2 separate regions of the Neogale vison genome follow, and region 1 is linked to region 2. The links are chromatin contacts, called in public Hi-C maps. All regions are on one chromosome and are shown on one strand. Each heading gives the region's core, a stretch centred on a gene start, on an enhancer-like site or on the middle of the called end of the contact. The rest is flanking DNA. Distances are from core to core; before and after follow the strand shown.

Region 1 (6,927 bases), core at 184-2,683, 89 kb after region 2:
CTCCCCTCCCGAGAGCGCGCTAGGCCGGCGGGGGAGGGGCCGGGGCGAGGACACCCCTCCCCCGCGGCCCCGAGGCGCCCCCGCCGCCCAGCTCCCCGAGCAGCACGCGAGGTCCCCACCCAGTTCGCCCGCACCTGCCCGCGCAGCAGCCCCCCTGCCCCCCGCGGGGTCTACGCCCGCAGCCCCGATGACGACATCCGCCCCCGCGGCCCCGCCCGAGAGTGCCCAGGGAGGGGGCGTGCCCGGCGGGGGCGCGGTCGCCGGGCGGGCGCCGGCTCCCAGCTCCCGAACCCGCCTCGCTCCGCGCGCGGGGCCGACCACTGGACCGTGTGGCGGGGGAAGGGGCGAGGCCCCGACCGTTCCCCGCCCGACCGCCCCTCCCGCCCCGCCGGCAGCTCCGGGGGCGTGGCCCGGTGGCTGGCGCTGTCCCCGTCCGCGCGCTCGGGGCGCCCGGGCGGCCCTACTGACCTGTGTGAGTTCTCAGGTGCGCCTTGAGGTGCGAGGATTTCCCGTAAACTTTCTCGCAGCCCGCGTAGTGGCACTTGTGCTTTCTCTGCGGGGACTCGAGGTCGGCGCGACTTCGGCCCCGCCGGCCCCTTTGTCTGAGGCCGGGTTCGCCGCTCCCCGCGGGCCCTGGCTCCCGCTCCGGCTCCAGCCCCGCCTCGAGCTCGGCCTCGGGCTCGCTCCACGCGGGGCTGAGGGGCGCGGCCGCAGCACCTTCGCCGCCAGGGGAGGCCGGCTCGGGGGCGGGTGGCGGCGCTGGCGGCAGGCGGCAGGGGGTCCTCGCCTTCCGGGCCGCGGCGCCCTCTCTGCGCTCCGCCGGGACGGGCGCCGGCGCTTGCTGGTTGAGGTCCGCCAAGATCCGCGCCACCACGAAGAGCGAGGCACTGTCCTTGCCGTCGCGGCGCTCCTCGACGCGGGGCAGCGTGGCGGCGACAGCGGTGGCCGCGCCCTCGGGTCCGGGCTCCGGACCCTCCCGCGGCCCGTGCACGACCGCGCGGCTCGACATGGACACGAGGCACTCGGCGGCGAAGTGGTCCACATAGGCGGCGGCTGCCATGCTGCGGGCTCCGGCCGGCGGGCCGGCGGCACTGCTGGTCGCTGCGAGTCGTCAGCGGCGCATCCGCACCCACGGCCTCCCGAGAGCGGGCGGGGGGCGGGGGCGCGGCGCGCCCTCTCCTCGGGCTGGGCTGGGCGCGCAGCCGCCTCTGCCGTCACCCGCGCGGCTCCGCGTCCGCAAGGCGCCCGCCCGGCCGGGCACCAAAGAGTGAACGCATGGAGGGTGCGGGCCAGTGGGGTCCCCGCGCGGCGTCAGGGGCGGCCTGTCCTAAGGATGCCGAGCAGCGACGTTAGGGACTACCTCGCCAAGTCGCGGCCGCAGCCTCGCCGCGCATTGTGGCAGGCGGGACAGCCGCCGTGCGCGCCGCGGCTCGGTGTGGGCGGCCCGGCCCCGGGGGTGGGCGGGGCCGGGGCCACATCTGGACCCGACGTCAGCCCCCAGCCACATCCTGGCGGCGCAGGTTACAGGCGGCGGCGGCCGCGGGGAACTGCGCGCGCGGAGGGGGCGGGGATCCCAGAGCGCGCATCATCAGGATAGAGCGGTCGCGCGCCCGCGGCTGAGGAGGGGGCGTGGCCTAGGACAGGGGCTGACGCCGTTGGTTCGTCGGTAGGCCGTCGGACCAATCCAGGCGGCCAGAGGGGCCGACCCGGCCTGGGGGCCCGTGCTCGCCAATGGGCGTGCCCTCTTGGCCCGCGGGAGGAGGAGCGGAAATTTGAGCCGAGAGCCGGGCACGCTGACGCAGGACGTCCGAGGGCGGCGGACCGGGGCGTGGCTGCGCGGGGACCGCTCCCCACCCCACCCCACCCCACCCGACCCCACCCCCCTAGCAGCGGGGAGCCCGCGGGGCATTTTCTTGCCAGGGCTTCTGTACGGTGACAGCCTCGAACCCTGGAGTGGAAGCGAGCGCTTGGGAGGGCGCCCCTTTGTCCCTCCGTCCCCGCCTGTGAGGGGCGCCGGGGATGGGCGCGCCTCCGTGGGGGCTCGCCTCCGCTTCTCTCTTTCCTTCCAGAGCGGCATTTGCACGGCGGGGAGGCGTGTCCGCTCCGGCTGGGCGTGGGGCTGCCGGCCTGGCCTGGGGGAGGAACAACTCCCCGGGCACCCCGCCGTAGCAGGGTTCCTAGGTGGCCGCACCTCGAGGCGCAGGCCGCTCGCCCCCCTCCATGCCCTCTCCCTCTGCTCAGCTCCGGACCTCGGTGCGGCCCGGCTGGGAGCGAGGTCACGGGTGGGGCGAGGCCGCTCCCGCAGGAAGGACCGGCTGATTTCCCGACCCAGCAGCCGGAGACCCCGAGGGGATCGCGCTGCGGGTGAGACTGTGTCGGCCGGAGTCGGACACAGTGGCTAACCTGCCAGCGTGGGTGACGTGCCCACCGCGTACTGTGCTTGCAGGAGTGAACTACGTGCTGGTGCAACCGGCGCCGCTGTTCAGGGAACGCGGGGCCCCTTCCTCCTCCCCGCCCCGGCCTGCTGCCAACAACTTCTCCAGGCTGCCCCTCTCCCAAGGCGGTGGGGAAGGCTTCAAACGCCACCAGCTGCGAGGACCCCGCCCACCGCGCCCCACCCACCCTCTGTCTGGGCCTCCCGAAGGAAATACTCCCCGGCGCCCAGCCCGCGTACTCCTTGTCCCGGCCCTGCCAACTTGCCCCTGACTCTCACCGGCGCCCCCACCCTCATCCCCTCGGCCCCACCATCCTTCTGCAGGCCTAGACCATCTCTGGAGAGGCCAGTATATTACTTTCTACTGCTTCGGAATCAAGCGCCGCAAGACCCTTTCCGGACCCTCGCCGGCAGCCCCTGAACCGGAAGGCGGAGGCCTGGGTCAGCCCGCTGGGTGGTTTGCCTTCATGGACGGTTTGCACGTGTCCGCCGGCCGCAAGGGGACCCTGCTGGGTGACTGGGTGATGGCAGCCCAGGCACTCAAACCCTACGGACCTGAGAAGAGGGCTGGGTGGGGCGAGGTCGTCCTGTGCACAAAATTAAGAGCGGCCATTTCTCACCAAATTAATTTGAGGCCTGGGTAGGAAAAAACCGTCTTTCCAGGTAACGAAGAAGGAACTGAGAGAGACGTTCTCTGTTACCTGCTAGGAGGAACCGTAAACTGGCATGGATGATTGATCACCCTGGGTGTCTGTAACCGAAACTCTAAATAAACTCCCCTCTCCCTGATCAAGTTGGTGCCCTGTGGGAAGACTACTAGCCTGCTTCCCTGTGGTGGGCTCTGTAAGGGCCATCTGGGTCAGGGCCCTCTAAGAGGGTCTCCTGCAGGAAGGAATCATTCTGTCAGGCAGATTGTGTTGATGACATTTAAAAGATTTGTGTTCTGACCAAATAATGATGCAGAATGTTCCTGTAGTCCCACCACGTGCTGCAGTCAGTCACTTACCAGCACCCATCCCCTCTCTATTCCCCTCCAGCTGGGGTGGGGGATTCTGCCCCAGTCTTTGAGAGTCCACATCTCTTGGCTTTCTCCATGATCCCTGCTGGGATACTACTCCCCCCACCCCACCCCCACAGCCCGCACACTCACACTGGCCATCCTCCTACAGGTATGCACTATTCTAGGCATTGGGCCACACAGCCATGGACAAGACACCCCCTCTGGGTGAGGGGAGGTCAGCCTGGGTCAAGGGTCCTCTGCATTGCCACACACCCCACCTCCATCCACAGCCCAGAGCAGTCCCTAGGCCTCTCCATGAGTGCTGAGTGCTGTCTCCCTAGGAGTTTCAGGAGTGCCCTGTGGCATTCCAGATGCAAAACTCAGCCCCTTGGCTGGTTTCTCACCCATCTGGTGATCACTGAAGGCCTCAGACCCTGCAGCCTTTACCATGTAGAAGTAGGTTCCAGTATCCAGAGATTCATTTCTCTTCCCCAGAGCTGTGAGTCCATGTTTTTCTTGCTAACCAGAATTCTGGCAGAGGTAGCTCATTGTATATACGAGGGTGAGTGGGGGGCGAGTATCAGGTGGAAGGCACAGAATATAAAAAAGCAGGAAGATCAGATGAAGTAGATGAAGATGTGCCTAGGGAGTAAAGAGGTTCAGGACTGGGGTTTCTGGTAAAGATGGTGGACTGGCTCTTCATTTCCGGAGCCTCCCGGAACAACAGTAAGTTTGTTTGTTGTAAGACAGAAATTGCCAAGGATGGAGAGAGCAAGGGAAGAAGTAACAACACCACAATTTTTGAAGCTACAATACTTAGCAGACCGGAGAAAATGAAATCATGAAATGAGAGCCAGGAATATACCTTGGAATATCCAGAAACGTCACGAATAGGTGGCACTAGGTACCTCTGGACGTGAATGTGAATGAGAGGCTAACCTAAGAATAAACTGGAAGGCTCGGTTAAGAGGTACAGAGTTGCCCAGATCCTCTCCCTAACTCTGTGCAGCCTTCCCCATCCTGACAAAAGACTGATGGTTATTATCTAAAGAAGGTATAAGGGAGCATCTTGGGTTGGGAGACCCCAGGCACAGTTGACAGCAGAGGAGCCATAATAGGAAGGGGGGGATTAAATGAGCAGATAGACACTGGTTGGTGAGACCAACCCCGCTCCCTTTTTGGCATTTAAGATGGCAGGGGCCAGGAGACAAAGGGTCTTTTCTGTGGCATCAGACCGGGCCAAGGGAAACACCTAAACTTTTTGGCAGCTGTAGTTGCACAACTATGCCAGATCACCCAAAGGAAAGGCCACTGTTCTTGAGCCCCACATGTGTGGATAGGGCTTCTAATCAGTCTTTGACACACAACCAAAGTTGACCTGGCATCTCAGGAAAGCCCTGTGTCATGAAATCTAGAGCCCCAATGGAATTTTTCAAAAGCAAGTTGGAATGTACAAAGACTATACAGAGAGAAGTCCATGTCAACATAACTACTAATAATGTCATTGAAGAAATTAAGATATAGCAACCCATGAAAGCGGGACACATGTAAAGAAACATTCAGAGAACTAACAAAGCTCTTGGAAATTTAAAATAAGATAGCAGAAAGGGAAAACCTTCAAGAGGGGAAATGGAGGGTAAAGTTGAGGAAATCCCTAGGAAAGTAGAGTAAGAGGTGCCTGGGTGGCCCAGTCGGTTGAGCATCTGACTCTTGATTTCCTCTCAGGTCATGATCTAAGGGTCCTGGGATTGGCCCCTGCATCAGGCTCTGTGCTCAGCATGGGGTCCGCTTGTCCCTCTCCCTCTGCTCCAACCCCACTTGTGTTCTTTCTCTCTCTCTCTCCCTAAAATAAATAAAATCTTTAAAAAAAAAAAAAAGGTAGAACAAAAAAGAACACCAAAGATGGGAAATAGAGAAAAAAAATTAGAGGACCATCCAGAAAGTGCATTGATCAAAAAACAGGGACCCTGAATGAATGATTAGAGAAAACACAAGGGGTGGGCAGAGTCATCAATGAATTAATCCAAGAAAAGTTTCCACTAGTGAAGAATGTGTGTTGAAAGGGCCCACAGGGAGCCCAACACACTGGGAAGAAAATAGCCCTACCCAAAAGCAGATTGCTGTTGAAGTTCAGAATAATGGGGACAAGAAGTGTCCTGACAATAGAAGCAGGTCACTTCGAGATTGTCAGAAGTCAGAATGTCTGTGAGCTCCTCCACAGCAACAAGTAGAAGTTAGAAGGCAAGGAACAAAGCCTCAGGCAACCTAAAGTAAAATTATTTTCCCATCTTCACCCAGAGTACAAACCAAATATTTTTAGATGCACGAGGTCCCACAAAATTTACCTTGCGTACATTGTTTCTTATGGTAGGAAGCTACCAGAGATAAGGCTTCCAAGATGAAGAGCTCCAACAATGAAGAGGGAGGCACATGATCCAGGAAGCACCCCACATGAGAGGGAGGGGAGAGGCCCAGAGGGCAACCAGATGAAGCTGGAGCAGGACAGAAGCTCTGAGGACACCCTTCCAAGGGTAAGATAGACTGTATCAGTCAAGAGAGGCTGGGCCATTCTGCAGAACGAACAACCTGCAGATCTCAAAGGTTTATTTCTGGCCAAGCTACGAGTCCCCAGCGAGGCACCCGGGGACAGACAGGTTGATGGAGCAGCCTCTCTAGAACATGCTGGTCATCCTGGCAGAGGGACAGTGAGAGCATTGACCCAGAGGTGTCACTCGAGCCTTCTTCCCCACATGCAAAATGTACTTTTCCCCTCCCCAAGTGGGCCTGCCCCACTTCCATGAGCCTTTTAAATCTGGATCTAGAGGCCAGGGACAGGGAGATCCGAGACTGAAGGATGACAGGGATTTGAGGCGAGGGAGACTGCAGTGTCCCGTTCGAGTTCCAGGACCTCTGAGGCAGGCTCAGTGGTCTCTATATGTGGCTGGCTCATACCGCTCTTTTTAGTCTAGAAACCCATGACCTAAAGATAAGTTGTCTGTGGCCCCTACCCCCACCCCACTCCTAGCCCCGATGCACAATCCCAGTGCACCGTGGGAGAAAGGGACAGAATAACACAACAAACATCCTGATTCAGAAAGCAGAGGAGCAGGAGGGTCCCGGTAAACTGCATCCATAGCAAACCTAAAATCCTGCCTGGCGGGTTATTTTTCCCCACCCAGGAGCAAGGATATTCCTGGAATCATCCCAATCCTGCTGCCTGGGATGGCCTGGCCAGTGCACTGGTCTTTAGAGTCTTGCTTCACCCCTGGGGGTTCTTTCTTCACTACGGTCTTCCTTATCTGCACGGGTGGGGGTGGGCTTTGGAAATACTCCCTCCTTGGGAGCTGGGCGGTTCCCAGCCCATTTCCATCTGTAGAAGGGTGGAGATTAAGGGTAATCATAAATTCCAGCCACAAATTCTATTAGTCCTTGTGCATAGTTTCTCTTAAAAATTTAGTTAACTTTTTTTCATTCTTAAATAATTATATTTTCA
Region 2 (6,630 bases), core at 1,824-4,323:
TATGCATCTGTGTATGTCTGCACATACACGGGAAAACGTGAGTCTGCTTCTCCCTCTCCCACTCCCCCATTTGTGTTCCCTCTCTAGCTGTCTCTGTCTGTGCCAAATAAATAAATAAAAATAAAACCTTTAAAAAAATGTTTTCCATTACAGACATAGGTGTGTATAGACATGTACATGCACACACGTGTGTATATGTATGTATACGTGTGTGTATGATCTTGTCGTGTAAATTGTACCATCTGCTGTGAGTCACAGCCAAAGAAGTTTAAGAAGGTCCTATGTTCTGTTTACCTAAAAAGAAAGAAAAACTAATGAGCCAAAGTACCCTTGACTTCTCAGGAAGTGGGCGATAGGCACTTTCAGGTCAGGCTCTGGAGGTACAGGGGTGGGGACTGTGTCCTGCACCTGCCATAGGCATTGCGTGGCTGTGGACGCTGCCGAGATGTCCAGGAGAGAGCCTCGATTTGGGAGGCTGGAAACATTGGCAAACACCCCAGCTTCCCTGGTCCCTCATGTCCCTTCCCTGTCCTCTGTGCTTCTTGAGGCCGTTTGGAGATTAAGCTTGCTATCACCGTGTGCTCAGTGTGTCCCTAAAGGGGACTCTCGCCCTTGTCACTTTCACAACCAGAGGTTTGTAACTTTCCAAGAAAGGCAAAGGGGTCCCCAGTGTCCTTCTCGGTGACAAAGGCCCCTAAGACCCAGCCTGCCTCCAGCCTACAACTCACAAAGGAACAAAATATGGACTTAAAACTTGAAAGAAGTAACAAGGCACACACACCAAACCCGCCCGGTCCCTCGGCGTGCGTAAAATATACACAGGAAGGAAGTGGCCGGGCTGATTCAAAGAGGCAGAGCCTCGATGTCTCAGGGAAAGGAATATTTTCCGACAAGCCCGCCCTGACTGTGGTTTTGAACAAGAGCTCAGACGTAGCTTTGGCCGGTCCCCCCCACCCCGACCCCCCACGGGACTGGAGCGTCTGCTGTCTAGACACAACAGTGAGGGCGGACCCCCTGCAGGAAGGCACCCCTGCGGGCTGCTGCTCCAGGGCAGCCGGGTTGGACCCAGGCAGGCGAGCGAAGACTGCTACCTCCGGTCGGCGTGGCCAGTGCTGTGGTCCGGGGCAGGGAGGCGTGGGCAGCTGCCCAGTCCGCAGGGCTAGGGGAAGGCGCCTGCTTCTCAGTGCACTCCCAGCTACTGACTCACCAACGGGCTGGTTTTGATTTCTGGTTATAACCAGCTTCAGGCCCCCGCAGAGCCAGCCCTGTGGAACCAGGGCAGCTCTGAGCCTGTCACTCCCTGACTCAGAAGTCCCTACGACGCTCCTGTGACCCTCGATGGCTTACCCACAGGACCCAGTCCTGCCCCAGCCAGAGGCTTCCGCTACTCTCTGACCCCTCCACCGCCAGGTGCAGGCTGTCTGTGGCAAGCTCCCTGATACCTCCCTGTACCTCCCTTGGTCTGTGCTGTTTGTCGTCTGTCCTTCCTTCCTGCCCTCATCCCAAGTCCTGCTCACTCTGGCTCAGCACCACCTCCTCTGTGCTCGCAGCAGTCCCTTGTGGTCGCTGGTGTGACATTTTACCATGTCGCAGCTCCACGTCCAACTGTGTGAGCCCGAGCAAGTCCGTTAAATCTCGGAGCCTCCTTCTCCCATCCAGAGAATGGGGATAATCAGAGTTGCCGGCTGAGACGAGATCATGGGTGGGAAGCATGAGCCCGGCGCAGGGTACTCCCCCTCTGTGAGCATCACGGGTGCTGTGTATCCCAGTCGTCCTGATGGTAATGGGCTTTTCATGCCCTGCAGATGGGAATCTCTCTGGAGCGGGACTCAGTCTGTCGTCCTTCCAGCCTCCCTCAGTCACTACAGAATCTTTCCACGATGTAGCAGCTTCTCGGAAAAGAAACGTGAGGGTCTGTGTTTCTGGTGATCTGAAGCCAGGAGACTCTGCATGGCAGACATCCCCAAAAAGCCAGACTGTCCTGCCCAAGGGACAGGAACAGCAAAGGGGTGACTGTGCCAAGGTTGCCGGGACTGGCCAGGCGTCAACTTCCACTGCTCAGAGCCCGGGACGTCAGCGGGAGTTGGCTGTCCTCCAACCACCCAGGGGCAGGGTCGCATCCAGACCAAGGGCTCAGGAAGACCTTGCAGGCTGAGTGCCCAGTGTGGGTGTGTCTTGGAGTTGACGTTCGCTGGGACTTCCAGAGGCTCAGTAGTCTGAGCTCCAAGGCTGCACAAGGATAGGAGAAGGAAATGTGGGCATTCCATAACCCCATGTTGTGTTCGGACAGAGAAAGACCTTGAGAGAACCTTGGGGTCAGCCTGGCAAGGGGTGAGAGGGCCCCTCTGTGGTCTAAGGAGACAGGTGGCCCAGACATATGGGAAGAGGAGAGGCTGGGACAGTGGCTGGGCCCTGTCCCAGGTCATGAAAGCATCGAGTCACAAGAAGCTAGGCCACCGGCAGCCAGATGCCCGCAGGGGCTTGTCCTCCGGCTTTTAAAGGGATAGCCTCTGATGAAGTCCAGAGAGGAAAGGGAAGGGATGTAGCCCAGTCTATACCGTTCTAGTAAATGGTCTACTGATGCTGACTGCGTGGTTGCTGAGGTCACTCCGATCTTCCCAGCAGAGATGCCTGTTCTTTGGTCTGGACGCATGGTTCTTGAGACTTTCAGGACAGAGATTCTGTTTGAGGATTTCTGGCTTTTCTCAAACCACTAGGCTATTGTCAGGCCCGTTACCCAGAGAGGCCTACAGGACCGAGACCCTGGGGGTGCCAGACCCTAAGCGGACCAGCAGGGCAGGTCCCGGACAGATTCGCCCAGCACTGGGGCTTGAGAAAAGGGGAGCCTTTTCTGAAGGTGAATCTCAATGGGGTGAGCCCAGGGGGTTGTGTTTCCATGGTGATCATCCCCACAGGACCTGAGCACCTGTCCTGGACAGCAGCCTGAGATCTGAAACACGGAGCAGGTCCAGAACTCCTGTGGCGCTCCTTACACGGGCCTTCTGGGCCTCTGCGCTGCTGTACCCCTGGCCCACTAGCCCTCCACTCCCGTGGCCATCTCTTCTCTCCTCTGGCCTCCTCCTCCCTGAAAAGAAAGAGGCATCAGACAGAAATTCTGAGACCTCCGCCTGCCTGCCCTGTACCCAGAGCCTTGTCTCCTGTCCCAGGAGTGGGAGGTCCTACCTCAGGGTCCAGCCTCTCTCTCGTGGGGCAGCTATATCCCCACTCGCCACTCATGGACACTGCTTCCCAGTCCTCCGTTCTCTGCATCTTCAACTTTTCATTCTTACCAGCTCACCCCCGTCGGAGGACCGTGGTGTCATTACTCCCACTTTTAAACCAACCTTCTCTGCCTTCCCCGCCTACCCAGGGCAGAGCAGCGGGAGCCAGATTTATCCTTCCTCCTGACGCTAGGACACAACCAGACAAGCTGGGTGGGCAGCAGAACATCTGGAGAAGAAGGACGGTGGGTCCCTGAGAGGTGGAAAACGGATGAGGTGAGTCCTATGACAGGCTGCTCACTGTCTGAGAGCGTTCAGTGGTGCAGAGCAGACAAGGGACCCTGGTAGCATAGAGAGGACTCCCTGAGTTCAGAAGATAGGACTGGAAGTCCAGGAAGACGAAGGCAACTAGAAGGTTCAGGACAGAGGACCAGAAAGGAGACTGCTGCCGCAAGAGAGCCCTGACCATCTGCCGGAGGTCCGTTCCAGAATTCGGTGAATGTCTGTGAAGCCCACCCTAAGGGTATAGAGAGCTGTGCCTAGTGCCCACCCACAGCTCCCACCAGCCAGACTGGAATCCTGGATTCACGAGGCACTGGGTACCATACTCAGGGATTTGCCTAGACTGAGCACAGCTCCAAACCCACCTGATGCGGCGTAAAAGCAAGACCCAGAAAGGTCCAAGGACTTCTAAGTAACTTAACTGCGTCACAGATACGAGCTCAAGAAGATTTGCAATAAAAAAAAAATCAAGCATCAACGTGGTAAAAGTTAAAATACATGACGGCCAATTAAAATGACCTTGCATTCAGGGCCGTCTGGGTGGCTCAGCTCGGAGAAACATCTGCATTTAGCTCAGGTCATGATCCAGGGTCCGGGCTGGAGCTGCCTCAATCTCCCTGCTCAGTGGGGGGAGTCTGCCTGTTTCTCTCCCTCTGCACAGCCCCCTCCTGTGATGTGTGTGTGTGTGTGTGTGTGTGTGTGCGCGCGCGCGCGCGCACGTGCTATCTCTCAAATAAATAAACAAAATCTTTAAAATGACCTTGCACACAAAAAAAGCAGAAAAACACGTCCTCTAAAGAAAAAGAACTGGGTCTGGTCTAGGTGGCCAGCACAGAGGTTTTTGTGTAGGTCAGAGGCCGTGTCTGCCTGGGAAGCAGCCACGACCAGTGGTCAGGAAGGTCCAGCTCATGAAAGCATGAAAAAGAGCCCAAGGACAGCGGGTGGGGGCAGGGCAAGAGGTTATTAAACACACAGAAGAACCGGGAGGAAATCATCTCAATTCCACTTCCTCCTCCACGAACGTTCCTTTTTCGGCAAAAGTACATGTTCTCACACACTTGCCCTAATCACTCTCCTTTTTTCTATCTTTCCTCCTTATTGTGAAATATAATATACATCCAGAAAATGTTTAGGATATAAATATTCAACTTAGCAAGTTATTGCAAAGCAGATCCTTTTGTATCTATCACTCAGATCAGATGCTTCCCAGTCCTGGTCCCTTCCTAGGATCTCTGCCACCTGGCATGGCCGGGGGGATTTGGACCTGAACCTGCACTGTAGTTTGCTGCAGTAGCAGGAGTGTTTAAAAAGAGTGAGATTTTCATGCCTGTGAAATGTCTATCAATGGAATCATGCAAAGCATGTATGATTTTAGAGCTAGCTTCTTTTTCTCAACATTACATGCTTTTAGGATTTAACCATGTTGCTGCGTGCATCTGTAGTTCATTCTGCATCTGCAGTATAAAATCCCTTGTGTGAGTATACCTTTTTTTTGGTCCATTACACTATGGATAGACATTTCCATTATTCCCATTTGGAGACTATCTCAGTTCAGGCTACTGTAACAAAAATACTATAGACTGGGTGGCTCAAACAATAAGCATTTATTAGCACAGTTTTGGAGGTGGGAAGTCTGGGGCCAGGGTGCCTGCAGTCGGGTTCTGGTGAGAGCCATCTTCTTGATTTATAGTTGGGTGTCTGTCTTCTCACTGTGTTCTCACCCTGCAGAGGGAGGGAAAGGGAGGAGAAGCAAGATCTCTTGTGTTATTTCTGTGTAAGAGCATTAATCTCACAGGAGGGCTCCACCCCCATGACCTAATCACCTCCCCAAAGCCTTATCTTCTGAAACCATCCCACTGGGGATTAGAGTTTTAACATATGGATTTGGAGGACAGGAACAGTGAGTCCGTAGCCGGTGCTATGATCAAATATTGCTAAGAACATATTTGCATATTCATTTGGCTGCAAACACACACATATTAGTAGGCTTGTAGCCCCTAGTGGAATTGCAGGCTCGTGGGTGTGCTCATCTTTGGCTTTGGGAGACACTGCCACACCATTCTCCAAAGTGACTTTACCTCTGGCTGTGTGCTGAGTGCCGGGACTTCACATATGTACCAACACCAGGCACGACCAGTCTCATTGGTGTGTGGAGCTGTCTCACTGTGATTTTAATTTATAGGGTGAAGGAACATTTATGTTTCTTGTTTATTTGGATATCCTGTTTTTCAAAGTGCCTGTTCAAACAGTTTGCCCATTTTCCCCAATTTACTCACTGTTCTCTTTTTTCTTATTGATTTCTTATTGTACTTTGTATATTCTGGGTATGAGCCATCTGCCAGTTATACATATTGCAAATATCTTTAAAAATTATTTATTTATTTGACAGAGAGAGACACAGCTAGAGAGGGAACACAAGCAGGGGGAGTGGGAAAGGACAAGCAGACTCCCTGGGGATCAGGGAGCCTGATGCAGGGCTCAATCCCAGGACTCTGGGATCATGACCTGAGCTGAAGGAAGACGTTTAATGACCAAGCCACCCAGGCGCCTTGCAAATCCCTTCTTCCACTCTCTGACTTAATGTTTTACTCTTTTCATAATATCATTTGATGAAGAAAAGTTTCTTAATTCTAGTGAATCAAAATAATCCAAAATTTCCTTTACTGTTAGTGCTTTTTGGATCTTATTTAAGAGAACTTTCTCTAAGCCAAGATGATGAAGCTATTCTTCTATACTTTCTTCTGTTCTAGATTGTTTGCTTTTCATCTTTTTAAAACTTGTGTTAAGATATACAAAACATAAAATTTGCCACTGAAGTCATTTTTAAGTGTACAATTCAGCGGCACTAGGTTCATTCCCACTGTACAGCAACCCACACTATTATCCATTTCCAGAAAATATCATCTTCCCAAGTGGAACTTTCTACCCATTGAACACCAACTCTCACATTTCCCCCCAGTTTTCTTACCCTCCCCCACCCCAGCACCTTGGTAACTCCCCTTCTACTTTCCACCTCTATGAATTTGGCTACTCTAGGTGACTCGTGTAAGTGGAACCATATAACTTTTGTCTTTTTGTAACTAGCTTATTTCGCTCAGCGTCATTTTCTCCAAGTTCATTCACACTA

What was found. Hi-C and Micro-C count contacts between places; a contact is called where the count stands out from the background.
Region 1: a contact with region 2 is called in a Hi-C map of fibroblasts, with 6 times the contacts expected there. The contact joins the promoter of KLF13 here to the enhancer-like site in region 2. A contact is called at or near these places in 2 of 3 Hi-C or Micro-C datasets (fibroblasts and muscle).

What each region holds. Positions count from the first base shown.
Region 1 is chr13:131,574,659-131,581,585 of ASM_NN_V1, forward strand. KLF13 (Krueppel-like factor 13) reads right to left here and starts at 1,434. Exons shown (of 2, transcript XM_044230770.1): 1 at 469-1,434. The coding sequence starts at 1,060.
Region 2 is chr13:131,483,663-131,490,292 of ASM_NN_V1, forward strand. No RefSeq gene overlaps it. Among named protein-coding and RNA genes, the nearest start is that of KLF13, 89 kb to the right of the region's middle. Within about 2 kb of position 3,074, the one cell type or tissue checked has open chromatin away from gene starts, as enhancers often do. A contact at or near this core is called in fibroblasts, where this site is marked.